Regions from separate parts of the Mus musculus genome. Here region 2 is linked to region 1. A link is a contact called in public HiChIP or PLAC-seq data. All regions are on one chromosome and are shown on one strand. The core of a region is the stretch at or near the end of the contact, and the rest is flanking DNA. Distances in the headings are between cores, read along the strand shown. Region 1 holds the start of Msn (moesin). Region 2 has its middle 41 kb from the start of Msn.

Evidence for each region. HiChIP or PLAC-seq counts read pairs in DNA pulled down with a chosen protein or histone mark.
Region 2: a contact with region 1 is called in an H3K27ac HiChIP or PLAC-seq map of embryonic stem cells, with 6 read pairs. The contact joins the enhancer-like site here to the promoter of Msn in region 1. A contact is called at or near these places in 2 of 39 promoter capture datasets (the 3T3-L1 cell line and the C10 cell line), 1 of 15 datasets of contacts at CTCF or cohesin (the NIH/3T3 cell line), 7 of 484 Hi-C or Micro-C datasets (the C2C12 cell line, the HL-1 cell line, embryonic fibroblasts and 4 more), 7 of 115 datasets of contacts at active chromatin or transcription factors (the 230-238 cell line, CD8 T cells, the SCID.adh cell line and 3 more) and 3 of 9 other capture datasets (adipose tissue, liver and pancreatic islet).

What each region holds. Positions count from the first base shown.
Region 1 is chrX:96,092,792-96,099,455 of GRCm38.p6, forward strand. It overlaps Msn (moesin), which reads left to right and starts at 3,254. Exons shown (of 13, transcript NM_010833.2): 1 at 3,254-3,452. The coding sequence starts at 3,441.
Region 2 is chrX:96,051,602-96,057,955 of GRCm38.p6, forward strand. No RefSeq gene overlaps it. Among named protein-coding and RNA genes, the nearest start is that of Msn, 41 kb to the right of the region's middle. Within about 2 kb of position 1,315, at least 15 of the 459 cell types and tissues checked have an H3K27ac peak or open chromatin away from gene starts, as enhancers often do. A contact at or near this core is called in the C2C12 cell line and embryonic stem cells, where this site is marked.

The sequences.
Region 1 (6,664 bases), core at 2,004-4,503:
GTTGAACTTGATCTGTTGGAGTGACAGCTGTCTATTCTTTTAGAATGGCTAGCTTCAGAATGTGCACACGTACACACACCACATCCACTCATCTACTCCCCTTAAATACATGCACAAAGAACATCTGGCTAACATGTCAAGGAGCTGAGCAAACTACTTTAAAAGGGAGGCATAGGAATCCAAGTGGAGTGGAAAAGGATGCCAAACAGTGGAGGAAGGTTGAAGAGTGAAGGAAAAGAGGCAGGGAAATGGGTGAGGTTGAATGTAGGGAAGGAGACATTGCAATAGTATAAGTGCAAATTTTGGTGATCAGAACCATGGAACTGTGATAAGTTTTTTTAGCTAGACTAGCCAGGCTGATTCATGCTAAAGTCTACCACAAGATTTCTTGCTGATCCTGGAGCTCACTAAGTCTCCAGGTTGGTTGGCTGGCCAAAAGCTTCTGGAATCTACTTGTCTCTGTCCCATCCTTATCCTCATATACCTCCTTGCCAGTCTTTTAGGTGGATGGTGACATTCGAAGTCAAGCCCTCATGCTTATTGTGTAATAAGTTTACCAATGGACCCAACTCTCCAGCCCCTAAATCTCCTTGCTCAATCTCCCGTCCCTTCACCGTGATGTCTCCAGCTTTCTTGGACACTGGATCTAGAATGTTCCTCCTCGTGACCCTACCTTGCTTTACTGTTTAATAACACACTTGCCTAGCATTCCTTGAATGTTAGGAATTTAGCACATCTAAAAATCCCAAATCTGTTCATGTTCCCTATTCCCCCCAAGGGAGCCAATCTATGTGTGGATGTCCAGACTTTATTTCTATGTCTTTTTCTCCTCACAGACTGGCATAAGCCAGATCATTTCTAAACTTAATTGTAGGGATTAATATGGTCAGATCACATATGACCATAATAAGAGGTTGGATGGGGGGATAGAATAGAAGTATCGATCATGTAAACATGGAATGGCATACAAAAAGGCAGGAATAAGATGAATAATATCCCTGTCTATAGTGAAGAACAGCAAAACACCACAGCTGCCTCTGCTTTGCACTGAAGATAGACTATTTCAAGTCTAACATCCCAGTAATATCCAGTTGCTTGACCACAGTAACCATTGCTACTTTAAGCAGCTTCTGTGTGGTGAAGTGGGAAGGTGGGGTATTACTTCACTGGTTCTCCCCCCACCTCGCCCTGATTTTAACCATCATTTTTTGGTACTTTTACTATTTGCAATCTCTCATTCTCTAGGTCTAAGCCTCCTACTTCCTTCACTCTTCTACTTTCCCACACCCTAGGGCATCCTTTTCTCTCCACTTGGCTTCCTATGCCTCCCTTAGCTTTTTAGTGGTTTGCTCAGCTCCTTAACATGCTACCCAGCTTTCCTTTCTGCATGTGATTGCAGGGAGTAAACGGGAGGATGTGGCATGGCTGGGGATGTGCACACACACATAGGGGTTAGGGAATTACATACTGGGGATTTCCACGTTCCAGAAAGTTGAACTAGTCTGCAGTGGACTTATTTTAGGTATTTATTTTAGTGCCAAGATCTTTTAGGCTCTAGGTGAACATGAATGAAGAAATCAGTGAGTTCCTTTAAATTTGGGAGGTTGAATTGGGTGGAGGGTCCATGGGCCATGGCAGTATCAAGGATTGATTGGCTACCATGTCTACTCCTGCTACTGAAGTCTTCTGAAAGGTGCTATTTTTCCTTGAGGCAAATACTTGGGTTTTGACAGAGAACGTTCTTTTTCCCCCCCCCACCTGTCAATGAACTGCGGTATCAGTGACAGAAATAGAGGCATGTTGGCTCATGAGTGTAAATGCAAGACTTTATACAACCTTTATGTTGTAGGCTACTGAATAGGCTACTTCTTTCTCCTCTTTTTGTAATGTTTGGATGGGAAAGAACCTTGGAAACCCTGTAGTTTGGTCATTGTTAAGGAAGGGGAAACTCAATACTAGAGGGGGGAAGGGAATTACCCAAGAAAGTGCAGAGGACACAGGCTGAGTTCATGATGAAACAATGATCTGAAGCCTGGTGAGTGTTGAGGTGTCCTTTCCACTATTCTGTGTTTGACTCTCCATCACTGAGGTATATGGTAATTTACTTCATGAAAGACACACAACCCATGCTCCTGCACAGTTGCCAGAACTGGAGGGCATATATCACCCGAGAGTCTTATACTCTTATCAAAAAGTGAATGTCTGCCTGGTATTGTCTGAGCACTAAGGTGGTAGAAACAGGAGGACTGGGAATGCAAGTCAACTGGCTGCTGTTAGTGCGCTGTGTCAAAGCAAGTGAATGTATAGAACCGGTGTCAGACATCTGCAATCTAGTTGAGGTAGTAGGATTATGAGTTCAAGACAAACCTAAGCCAGTGTCTTAGAACTGAGAGTTCAAGACAAACCTAAGCTAAATAATGAGTTTAGAGCCAGCTCTGGTGACAGACAAAACAAATCCAAAATGTTGGGGAAGGACTAAGGAAAAGACCAAGACACTGATGTGAGGAGAGTGGGAATTGGAGGACTGAAAGTGAACATAGAAGACAGATAATTGGAAAAGGATCCCAGTTCTGGAGAAAATGAAATAAATAAATAATAAACAAACAAACAAACAAACAAACAAATAAATACAAGGTCGAAGGAAATGTCACAGGTTAAATGAGTCCTCTAGAAGGGAGTGAACTGTTGAGGAGGAGCTGAAGTTTAGCCCAGAAGTTTCCTGAGGAGTAGCAGAACTCTCAGGAGCTGCTATGGACAGCAGAGGATTTGTTGTGGTCCCAGGGAACTTAGGTGTGGCATGATTGGAGGTCACAGAGAAAAAGAGGAGTTCAAATGTCCACAAGCGGGAACTTTCTAACCAACAAGGCTTCCTAGAGAGGGAACTCAGCAGTTCTACTAGGCAACGGGTTCCCAACATTGGTAACTCATGGTTCAGGGCTGAAAAGCATCTGCTAGGGTGTGGCCCCCCAGTCAAGCTCTGGCTCAGACTGGGGGCGGAGTCAGATGGTCGAAACTTGGAGGGAGGGGGGCAGTGAGGAAAGGTGGGAGGGGGCAGAGTGGGCACTAGTGGGGAGTGGGAGTCCTTGGGGAGTTTTGGCCCCGAGCCTGGCCCCCCACGTGGCCAGAGTAGCCTCTCTGGGCTGGGCCGGGCTGGGCGGGGCGATGCCCGAAGCCGCGGGCAGGCTGGCGGGAGGGCGGGGAGAGGCGCGGAAGCCCGGCCACATAAAGGAGCGAGCAGCGCAACGGGGGCGGCTCTTTCCTGGGTGGGGTTTGTAAAGTCGTGGCCCGTTAGCAGGAAGCGGAGCAGTCGCCCAACGCTAGAGTGGGACCCAATCTGAGCACCCGGTTCTCCGGAGTCCTTGCCGAAGTGTACTGCGCGCTCAGAGCAGCCCGACAGTTTCCAGCCAAACTTCACCAACTCCTCTGCCCTTGCCGCCACCATGCCGAAGACGGTGAGTGCCGACAACTAGCGCGGTCGGCCCTGGGGGCTCCAAGCTTGACCCTTGCCACTTTATGGCTTCGGGCTTGGTTGCTCACAGGCCTGCCGGGGATGCTGGGCTGTCCACTAAGGCCCTAGGAAGGAGAAGATAGTGGAGCCCTAATTTGAGCGCTCTAGAGGGTGACAGGGTGTACAAACTAGAAGTGTGGATAAGGAGGAGCCAGCCTTTCTCGGGTTCCAGTTCCCCGCCTCTGGGATGAGACAGTGGAAACTCTTTGAGGGACTGGATCAATCCCCTATTCTAAAGGGTCGTTGGGAACTGGGGAAACGACTTTACTTTTGAGAACATTTCCCCGGCCCAGGAATTGGCGCCTTTCTGTAGCAAAGCTATCACTGTCTCAGAAGAGCCCCCAAGCTTACAGAGAAGCGGGGAGGAGAGAGGAAGTTGCCCAGGGCGGATCCCGCACACCCATCCACCTTTCCCATAACCGCCCCTCTTCTACCCCACTTCTGCTCTGTCCCCTTCCACCGCGTCTTAGCCCCAACTGCTTTCCCCAGGGAAATGAAGATTTGTGAAGGGTCTCATCAACTGGGTTACTTTACCCAGGGGTACAAACACTTCATTAGGCACAAGTCTGTGGAGGGGCCCACACAACCCACTGGAAGACAGGGCAGGTTTCTCTTCCTCTATTAAATCCCTGTCAGACATAGTGCCTCTCTATCCCCTCAGGACCGTTTTGTGAGGTATAGGTTTTCTCCTGTGGGGGCCACACCTATCTAGTGTGGTGGTTGATTTGAGATCTGGTCTCCACCCCACTGGCTGTTGCTCGCAGAAGCCTCCAGGGAGTGAGGCCTAGGGGGGCCGGATGCCCAGTAGGGAGGGGTGGGGGAGGGGTATGTGCTTGACTAATGAGCTCTGCTTGCTTTTGTGCAAGTCACGCCAGGTCCTTGCTCATGAAGGCCCTATGACCACCGTGAATTATGTTTCTTAGGTAATGGGGCTTGCTGGGCTCCCATGTTGTATATTGCTAGCCTACCCATCTCTCTAGTACTGCCTGAGCCTGGTAGAACTGAGACAGTGACTAGGATGCTGGAGAAGGGATGAGGGTGCCTCGGAAGAGAGGAGAGTGAATAGATACAGGAGGTCTTTGTGTCTATATTGAAGTTTCCTTGCTACCCTTACTGTATTCTAGCTACACTGCCTAATCGTCCTTGCCTTCTCAGAACTCTGTTCTTAAGAAATACCAAGGTGGGGTTTTTTTTTGGGGGGGTTCTTTTCTTTTTTTTATTTTTTATTTTTTGAGAGAGTCTCCTGGTCTTATATAAAAGTATACTTTGTGAAAGTATATACATATGTGAAATTACAATTTGCTCCCCTCCTCCACTGCCCTCCTGTCGCCTCCTTCACCCCAAGACTTCCGTTCGGCAGGCAGGTTTCCTTCCTCCCCTCAGTTGTCTTCCCTTCTGTTTTCTTATCACATGTATTCCATTTCGGGGCTTTTTACTTGGGCAGGATCTTACCCTATAACCTAGGCTGGCATGGGACTCCCGATGTAATGTAGGTGGCTTTCAGATTTTTTTTTTTTTTTTTTTTGCCAGTCTTCCTGCTTCAGCCTCCACAGTGCTGAGATTACAGGCTTGAGCCATCATGCCTGGCTTGTTCATTTGTTTTGATAGAGGGTTTGATTCTAGCCAAGGCTGGTTTGAACTCACATTGTAGCCTGAGATATACTTAAAAACTCTTTTGGAAGTAGTTCTTCTCAAGTGCAGGGATTGTAGCCACCACTAAACCCGGCTTCCACTCCTTCTGTACCGTGTACTCAACCATTTCTAAATTATGAAAGATACGAAATAGTAGTGTAAAATCAGATTTCTTCGTTTGTGTTAGAGAAAGTCAGTTTCGCTGTTAAAGCTAATTTGTTCTAGCAGGCAGCCTACTTTAAATATGTTGAAATACACCTTTTTTGGACTGTCTCTGGTTGCTAGTTCCCAAAGTCTGGTCTTTGATGTTTTTCAAGACAAGGTCCTATACTGTTGTAGCAGAGGTTGGTCTCCAGCTCCTAGCCATCTCAACAGAGCCCTCTGAGTGCTAAGATCACAGGCTCCCCTGTGACCAGCCCATCTATCCCTTCTGGAGAGAAGAGAATTTCTATTTAAAATGCTTTTCCTGGTGCTGGAGAGATTGCCCAACAAGGCACTCTCACAAGTTCTGATCTCAGTGCCCACATGACAGCTTGCAACTGTCTGTAATGCCAGTTCCAGGGAATCTGACTCTCTCTTTTGGTGTCCTTAAGTATCAGGCACAGTTTTCGTATACATGCATGCTGCCAAAACACTCATGAACATAAAATAAAAAAATAAATAAACCTTTTTTGGAGAAGGTCTTTCCCTCTCAATTCCACTTTCACTTTTTTTTTGTTTAATTTCAAAGATTTAGGAGATCCACTTGGATTACCTAAAAAAGAGATTATTAATTTTTCAAGATTTTGAGTTTTTTATTTCAAACTTTATGATTTATTGTTACAATTTATTTATTTATTTATTTAACTGGTTTGATGAAACAGGGTCTCATAAATCCCAGGCTAGGCTTGAACTTCTAATCCTCTTGCTTCCACCACCTAAATGCTGGGATTTGTTGTCATACTACCAAGAACGACTCTTCCCGTTGTCTAGATTGAAACTGGCTATAGAGGAGGACGGACCCGGCCATGAGTGATGTTGCATACCAACAGGAAGGCTACAACTTGGGGTTAGGTCTTTTTTTGAGGGGGAGGTATCAGTCTTGGAAAACCTGTTTGGTTTACTGGGATTTAGCAAGTCAGGGGAAAAAGTGGTCAGTGCTTATTGGATAGTATCATCCATGATAGACAGAGCCCAGCTCCTTTGAAGTATTTGAAAACTTCTGGCCCCGCATTCAGCTAAACTTTAACAGGGGCTGTATGAACTGTTGATTTTCCTGCCATTCCTAGCATTGCTTGAGCCACTGAAGTGGCACTAAAGTGGTACTTGACTAATAGGGGGCAGAATTTCAGGCTTCTAACCCTTGAACCAGCCCTGTCTGTAGACTTGAGGGTGGGGCAAAGGATCAGGAATGAAGGTTGTGTGGGAGGCTTCTGCCTCTGTCTGCTGCGCTGCCACCCCCTCCATCCCCCCTTCTCTCTCTACTTTTTGGAAACAATTTCTTGTTGTGTAGCCCTCAGGGCCCTATAAAATACCTTTTTTTTT
Region 2 (6,354 bases), core at 65-2,564, 43 kb before region 1:
TAGGGAGACAGAGCAAACCAAACCAATTCTCAATGCTCATCTCCCACTGTCTGTGGGGTCATATTTATACTCCTTCATCATGGGTCCTTTCACGTGTTTGCTATATGCAAACATCCTTTCACCTGTGTCTCCAGCTTTAGGAAAACAGTCTCTCACATGTTTGCTTTAAGCAAGATGTCCTTTCACCTGTGCTCCCCAGTAAAACATCATTTGACATCACTAACTTTTCAAAGAAACTAGAAGTTTCCACTTCACTCTCCTGTCACTTTGTGAGAGCAAATGACTGAAGGACAGTCATCAGTCAGCCTTGACACGAAGTACCTGGACCTGCTAAGCCATCTCATCAGCCCTGTAGTTTTGTTTTGGAGACAAAGTCTAACTTCTAGCTAAGGTTATCCTGGAGTTCACTATGTAGCCCAGAGTGGCCTCCTCAAGCTCTTAACAGACTACCTGCTTCAGACTTCCAAATACTGGGATTCTAGGAATGCCCTACCATACCCACGTCTTACTTTGTCTTCTTCATGTTGGTATTGTGGACACCATACATTGTGTTTTTCTCCCAACCACTCTGCCTTTTTTTGTCTCTTTCAAATTCCTTTGTCATTTATTTCTTGATTTCTGTGCTCATGAGTGTTTCATCCTCTCCTTTCTCTTCACTAAGTGTACTGGGACCATGAGAAGTAAAAAATTTGGGATAATGGAGATAGCTCATTCAGTAAAGTGCTTGCTATGTATGCATAATGGCCTGAGTTTGATTCCAGCACCCACCTAGGGAATAAAAAACCTGGTGTGGTGCTATCTGTCTGTGTATTCCCAGTGCCAGAGTGGGCAGATACAGAAAGATTCCCGGAGCTGACAGGCACTGAACTAATTTTGTTAACTGAGAGATTGTTTCTGAAAAATAAGGTAGGGGACAGCTGAAAAATAATACCTGAGCTTGAACTCTGGCCTCCAAGTGCAATCATAACCCCCTTCTACATGCACACACATAGAAAGAAAAAAAAAAGACAGAGGAACTAAACATGGGCTTGGTGACCTGCAATTCCAGTCACTAAAGGTGGAGATGGGATATTCAAGGCCATTCCCAGCCCCATAATGAATCTGAGTCTACCCTGAGCTGCAAAAGACCAAGTCTCAAAACAAAGCAAATATTTTAATTTAATTTTCTTGTACTTTTTTTTAAGGTAAGCTGTTCTCTCTGCAGAGAAGCTAAGGATGAGACTTGGAGCTAAATTTGGATGTTTCAGGCTTGGGTGTGGCTCTCTAGAAGACAATTAAAGAAAATCGAGGGAAAACTGGTTTGCTCAGTCATGGGATGGGAGCCTGGGTGGGAACTTGGCAGAGTGTGAGTTCCAACATTCAGTCTGTGTCCTGGCCCAGAACACTCTGACTGAGGCCTTGAGGCTATTTTTGGAAGCTTTCAAAATATCCCAGAAGGTGGGTCTGCCCCACCCCCATTCAGCTTGGGATGCCAGAATATTCATTGAACTGAGTAACTGAGGTCTGTCCCTGTACTTTTTCCTAAGCTCCCAGTGGCCACTAGAAAAACAATTCTTAAACTATCTCAGATGTGGGCACAACAGAGGAGAGGAGAGGAGAGGAGAGGAGAGGGGAGGGGAGGGGAGGGGAGGGGAGGGGAGGAACAGCAGTTGTTGACCCAGAGAATCAGAAGTGGGTGAATATAGTGAGTGCCCCGATTCCAAGAACCTGAAGTATTCTGGCAAGAATTGTGGAGGTCAGTGGAGGTCAGTGGAGGTCAGATAGTCTTACTCCCTCAATATTTATTTATTTATTTACCCATTTTCAATTTCATTAGTTTTAGGTATGCATGTGTGAACAGGAACATGTGCAGATCAGAGGGCAGCTTATGGAAGTCACTTCTTGTCTTCTAACGTGTGGGTCCAAGGAACTGAACTCAGGAAATCAGGCTTAGCAGCAGTTACTCCTTCCCACTGAGCTATCTCAGTAGCCTCATGTTTATTTGTGTGTGTGTTGGGGGCAGTATGGGAGGAAGGATGGCAGGAATGGTGGCGTATACTTTTAATTCCAGCACTTGGGAAGCAGAGGCAGGTGGATCTCTGAGACTTTGAGGCCAGCCTGGTCTATATAGAGCAGGTTCCAGGTCAGCCAGGACTGTTATACAGAGAAACCCCCCCCCTTGAAAAAATTAATACAAAACAAAAATTCTAACAAACATGCTCCCATTTTGGTTTTTGAGGTAGGCTTTCAAGTAGTCCTGTATGCTATGGTATCCAAAGATAACCTTGATTCCCTGGTCTTTCTGCCTAAGGCTCCCAAATTCTAGGATTACAGGTGTGGACTACTGTACTCAGAAGCCTGGAGGTAGAACTGTTTTTATCTTTCTTTCAAGGACAATAAACTCATTGAGGTAACTTATGTTTGTAATTCCATTGTACTTAGGAGGGTGAGTCAAGAAGTCTGTGAATTCCAGGCTAGCCTGGACTACAGAGTGAGACTAGACTTGGTAATTGGATATTAAGCTCATGCTCTTGGCAGTGAATTTGATTGCTGAGGGAACAGATCTCAACTCTTTCAATTCTGTCCTAGTTTGATATCTCTGGTATGGAGAACTAGATTATTTTAACACCTTGGTTTTTATTTGAATGTTTGTTTTTTCTGCCTTGGGTCTCTAATTGAGAAATTTAGTTTCAATCTTAATCAGGAAGCTCTATCAAAATGAATGTGGTGCTGGGGCCGTGAGAGGCAACTGTTAGTCTTAATGTGTTTCTAGCTCTCTTGCACCTATTGTGTAAAGCCATCCTAAATCTAGGCAGACACTTAGATCTGCTTGTGATTTAGTCCCCACATACCCTTTCTAATAGTGCTTACTTGCTTTTGATCCTTGAAACCTTACAGGCTCTGATGTATTTTTGACATTCCCTAGCTCCCTTTCTCTCCTCCAGCTTCCTCCTTCTCAGGAAAGAGGCAGGAAGCAGGGCTATTGCCACAGTCTGAGGGTTGCTTGGCCTAAACTGCAGCTTTCAGCTTAGTAGAGCTACATAGCAAGACTCTGTCTACAAAAACATTTAAAATTTTAAAAAAAGAAAAGGAAAATGCTCTGGGGTAGAGGATATAGCTCAGTTAATAGATTGAGTAGCATGCACAAACTCTGACTTTATTCTCCATCACTACAAAAATTGGGTGTGTGTTTGTAACTTCAGCACTTTGGAGGTGAAGGTGGGAAGATGAATAAGAATGGAAGACCATCCTTGGCTATACAGCAAGTTCAAAGCCATTTTGGGACACAGGAGACCTATCTGAAAAGGAAAAGAAATCTTCAAGCCTTCCAGGGGCTTCCATCCAAAGATAACCAACTTCACTTTTCTGACCTAATCCTTACTACCCCTCGTTAGTGATCTTTCTATAAAAGATGTTCTTGTTCTTATATAGCACACAATCTCCTATATGTTGAACAAGGTTTGCCCTTGTTCAATCCTTTATCTGAATACTTCTCCAGTTCTTTCATGTGCTACTCGATTGTTGCCTTCTCAACAAGGTGGTTTTTGCTTTCCCTTACCTGAGCTTGTGACTGCTGCTACATCATTTAACTCAATCCTTGCTTTAGCATTAGTTTTGATCACCAGCTAATATATCACATAGTATTATTTTTATTTGGTGTCTGTCTTCTCTATGAGACTATAAGTTCCATGAGACTAATTATCTTTCATTATGGCTATTGCCCTAGTTCATGTTTGAGCACCTGCTACATCATGAGTTTTTATAGTTTTTTTAAATTTTTCTTAATTTTAATTATTTTTTTTATTTGCATGAGTATGTGTATGCATGTGTTTTCAGAGGACAGAGGCATCTGATCTTCCTGGATATGGAAATTACAGGCTGTTATAAGCTGCCTGACATGTATGCTAGGAATTGATCTCAGGTATTCTGCAATCACAGCATGAATCCTTAAACACTAACCTATCTCTTCAACTTATTTATTTTTTTGGATTTTATTTACTTATTTATTTTTGGGTTTTTTTGAGACAGTTTCCTTTTCTAAAGATTTATTTATTTATTTATTCATTTATTTTTCAGGGAAGAAATTACAGTTCATTTTCAAATGATCTTTGCTTTCTTTCTTCCAATAATTTATGTTCTTATTCACTTTAAATCCCAATTGCAGCCCCTCTCTCAGTCCTGCCCTTACAAATCCCTCCCCTGAATACCCTGTCCTCTTCTCCTTGGATAAATAGGAGTCCCCCCTTGGGTACTACTCCACCCTCGGCATCTAGCCCCAGCAGTACTAGGCACATCCTCTTCCACTGAGGCTCAACCAGGCAGTCCAGGTAGGGGAAGGGGAATTTAACAGCAGGCAGCAGTTAGAGATGTCCATGCTGTCTGTTCAATTTTTAGGGGACCCACAGGAAGATCAAGTTGCACATCTACTACAAATGTGTAATGCTCTTTGGTTGATGGATCAGTCTCTGTGAGCTCCCAGAGGTCCAGGTTAGTTGACTCTGTTGGCCTTCTTGTGGTGTCCTTGACCCTACTGGCTCCCTCAATTCTATCTCCCATTCTTCCTCAAAACTCCTGAGCTCTGCCTGATGTTTGGCTGTGTGTCTTTGCATCTGTTTCCATTAGCTACTGGATGAAGCCTCTCAGAGGAAAGTATGCTAGGCTCCTGTCTACAAGTATAACATAGTATCATTAATAGTGTCAGGGACTGGCTCTCTCCCATGGGGTGGGTCTCAAGTTGGACCAGTCATTGGTTGGCTATTCACTCAATCTCTGCTCCATCCTAATCCCTGTGAATCTTGTAGGCCAGACACATTTTGGTTGAAGGTTTTGTGGATGGGTTGATGCCTCCCCCTTCACTGGAAGTCCTCTGTGTCTACAGGAGATGGCCACTTTAGTCTCTAGATCCCCTGCTGATAGGAATCGCAGCTAGGGTCATTCCCATACACTCCCCATATCCTCCCCTGCTCCAGGCCTCCAGCTAGTTCCAGAGATATCCCCTACCAATTTCTATTCTCACTCTCAGCACTCTCCCACGCCCACACAACTTTTCACCATCCCCATTCCTCTCTTCACCTTCTTTCTAACCCTGTTCCCTTTCTTCATCCACCTCAGATGGCTATTTTGTTCCCCCTTCTGAGTGATATTTATGCATCCTTCCTTGGGTCCTCCTTATTACCCATTTTCTTTGGGTCTGTGGATTGTAGCATGGTTATCCTGCACTTTACGGATAATATCCACATGTAAGTAAGTATATATCATATATGTCTTTATGAGTCTGGGTTATTTCACTCAGAATGATATTCTCAAGTTTCATCCATTTGCCTGCAATTTTTTTCTTTTCTTCTTTTTAAAAAGATTTATTGTATGTATGTATGTATGTATGTATGTATGTATGTATGTATGTGAGTATACTGTAGCTGTACAGATGGTTGTGAGCCTTCATGTGGTTGTTGGAATTGAATTTTAGGACCTCTGCTTGCTCTGGTTGGCCCTGCTCACTCAGGTTGGCCCCCGCTCACTTTGGTCAACTCTGCTCTCTCAGTCCTTGCTCACTCAGGCTCAAAGACTTATTTATTATTATAGGTAAGTACACTGTATCTGACTTCAGAAGAACCAGAAGAGGGTGTCAGATCTCATTAAGGGTGACTGTGACCTAACATGTAGTTGCTGGGATTTGAACTCAGGACCTATGGAAGAACAGTCAGTGCTCTTAACCACTGAGCCATCTTTCCAGCCCTGCTTGCATTTCATGATTAATAGCTGAATAGGATTTCATTGTGTAGGTGTACCCCATTATTCTTATCCATCTTTTTAAGTTGTGGGACATCTGTATTCTTATCCATTTTTCTTTTAGTTGTGGGACATCTGTATTGATTTGTTTCTGAATATTAAAAATAGAGCCAATATAAAAACAGGATTTCTTTATGTAGTCTTGAACTCACTCCATAGACAAGGCTGGTCTTATCAACCTCACAGAGATCTGCCTGCCTCTGCCTCCCAAGTTCTAGGACTAAAAGTGTGTGCCACTACTGCCAGGCAAAGATTTGTTTGTTTATTTGTTTTTAAAGTATATGTGTGTGTGTGTGTGTGTGTGTGTGGTCATGTTAGAGCAGGTGTCCACAGAGGCCAGAGGTGTGTGATCCCCTGGCACTAGAGTAACTATTGTGAGTTACCTGATATGGGATCTGGGAATCAAATTTGGGCCCTTTAGATAAGCAGCCTTGTAACATACTCTTATTATCCCTGTGCTTAGCCAAGTGGAGAAAGACTGTAAGTTCAAGGCCAGACTTAGAGTTCTGCACTTCATAGGGAGTTGGAAGTCAGTCAGGGCTACATAAAGTCCTATCACTCATACACACACAAAATACAATCTAT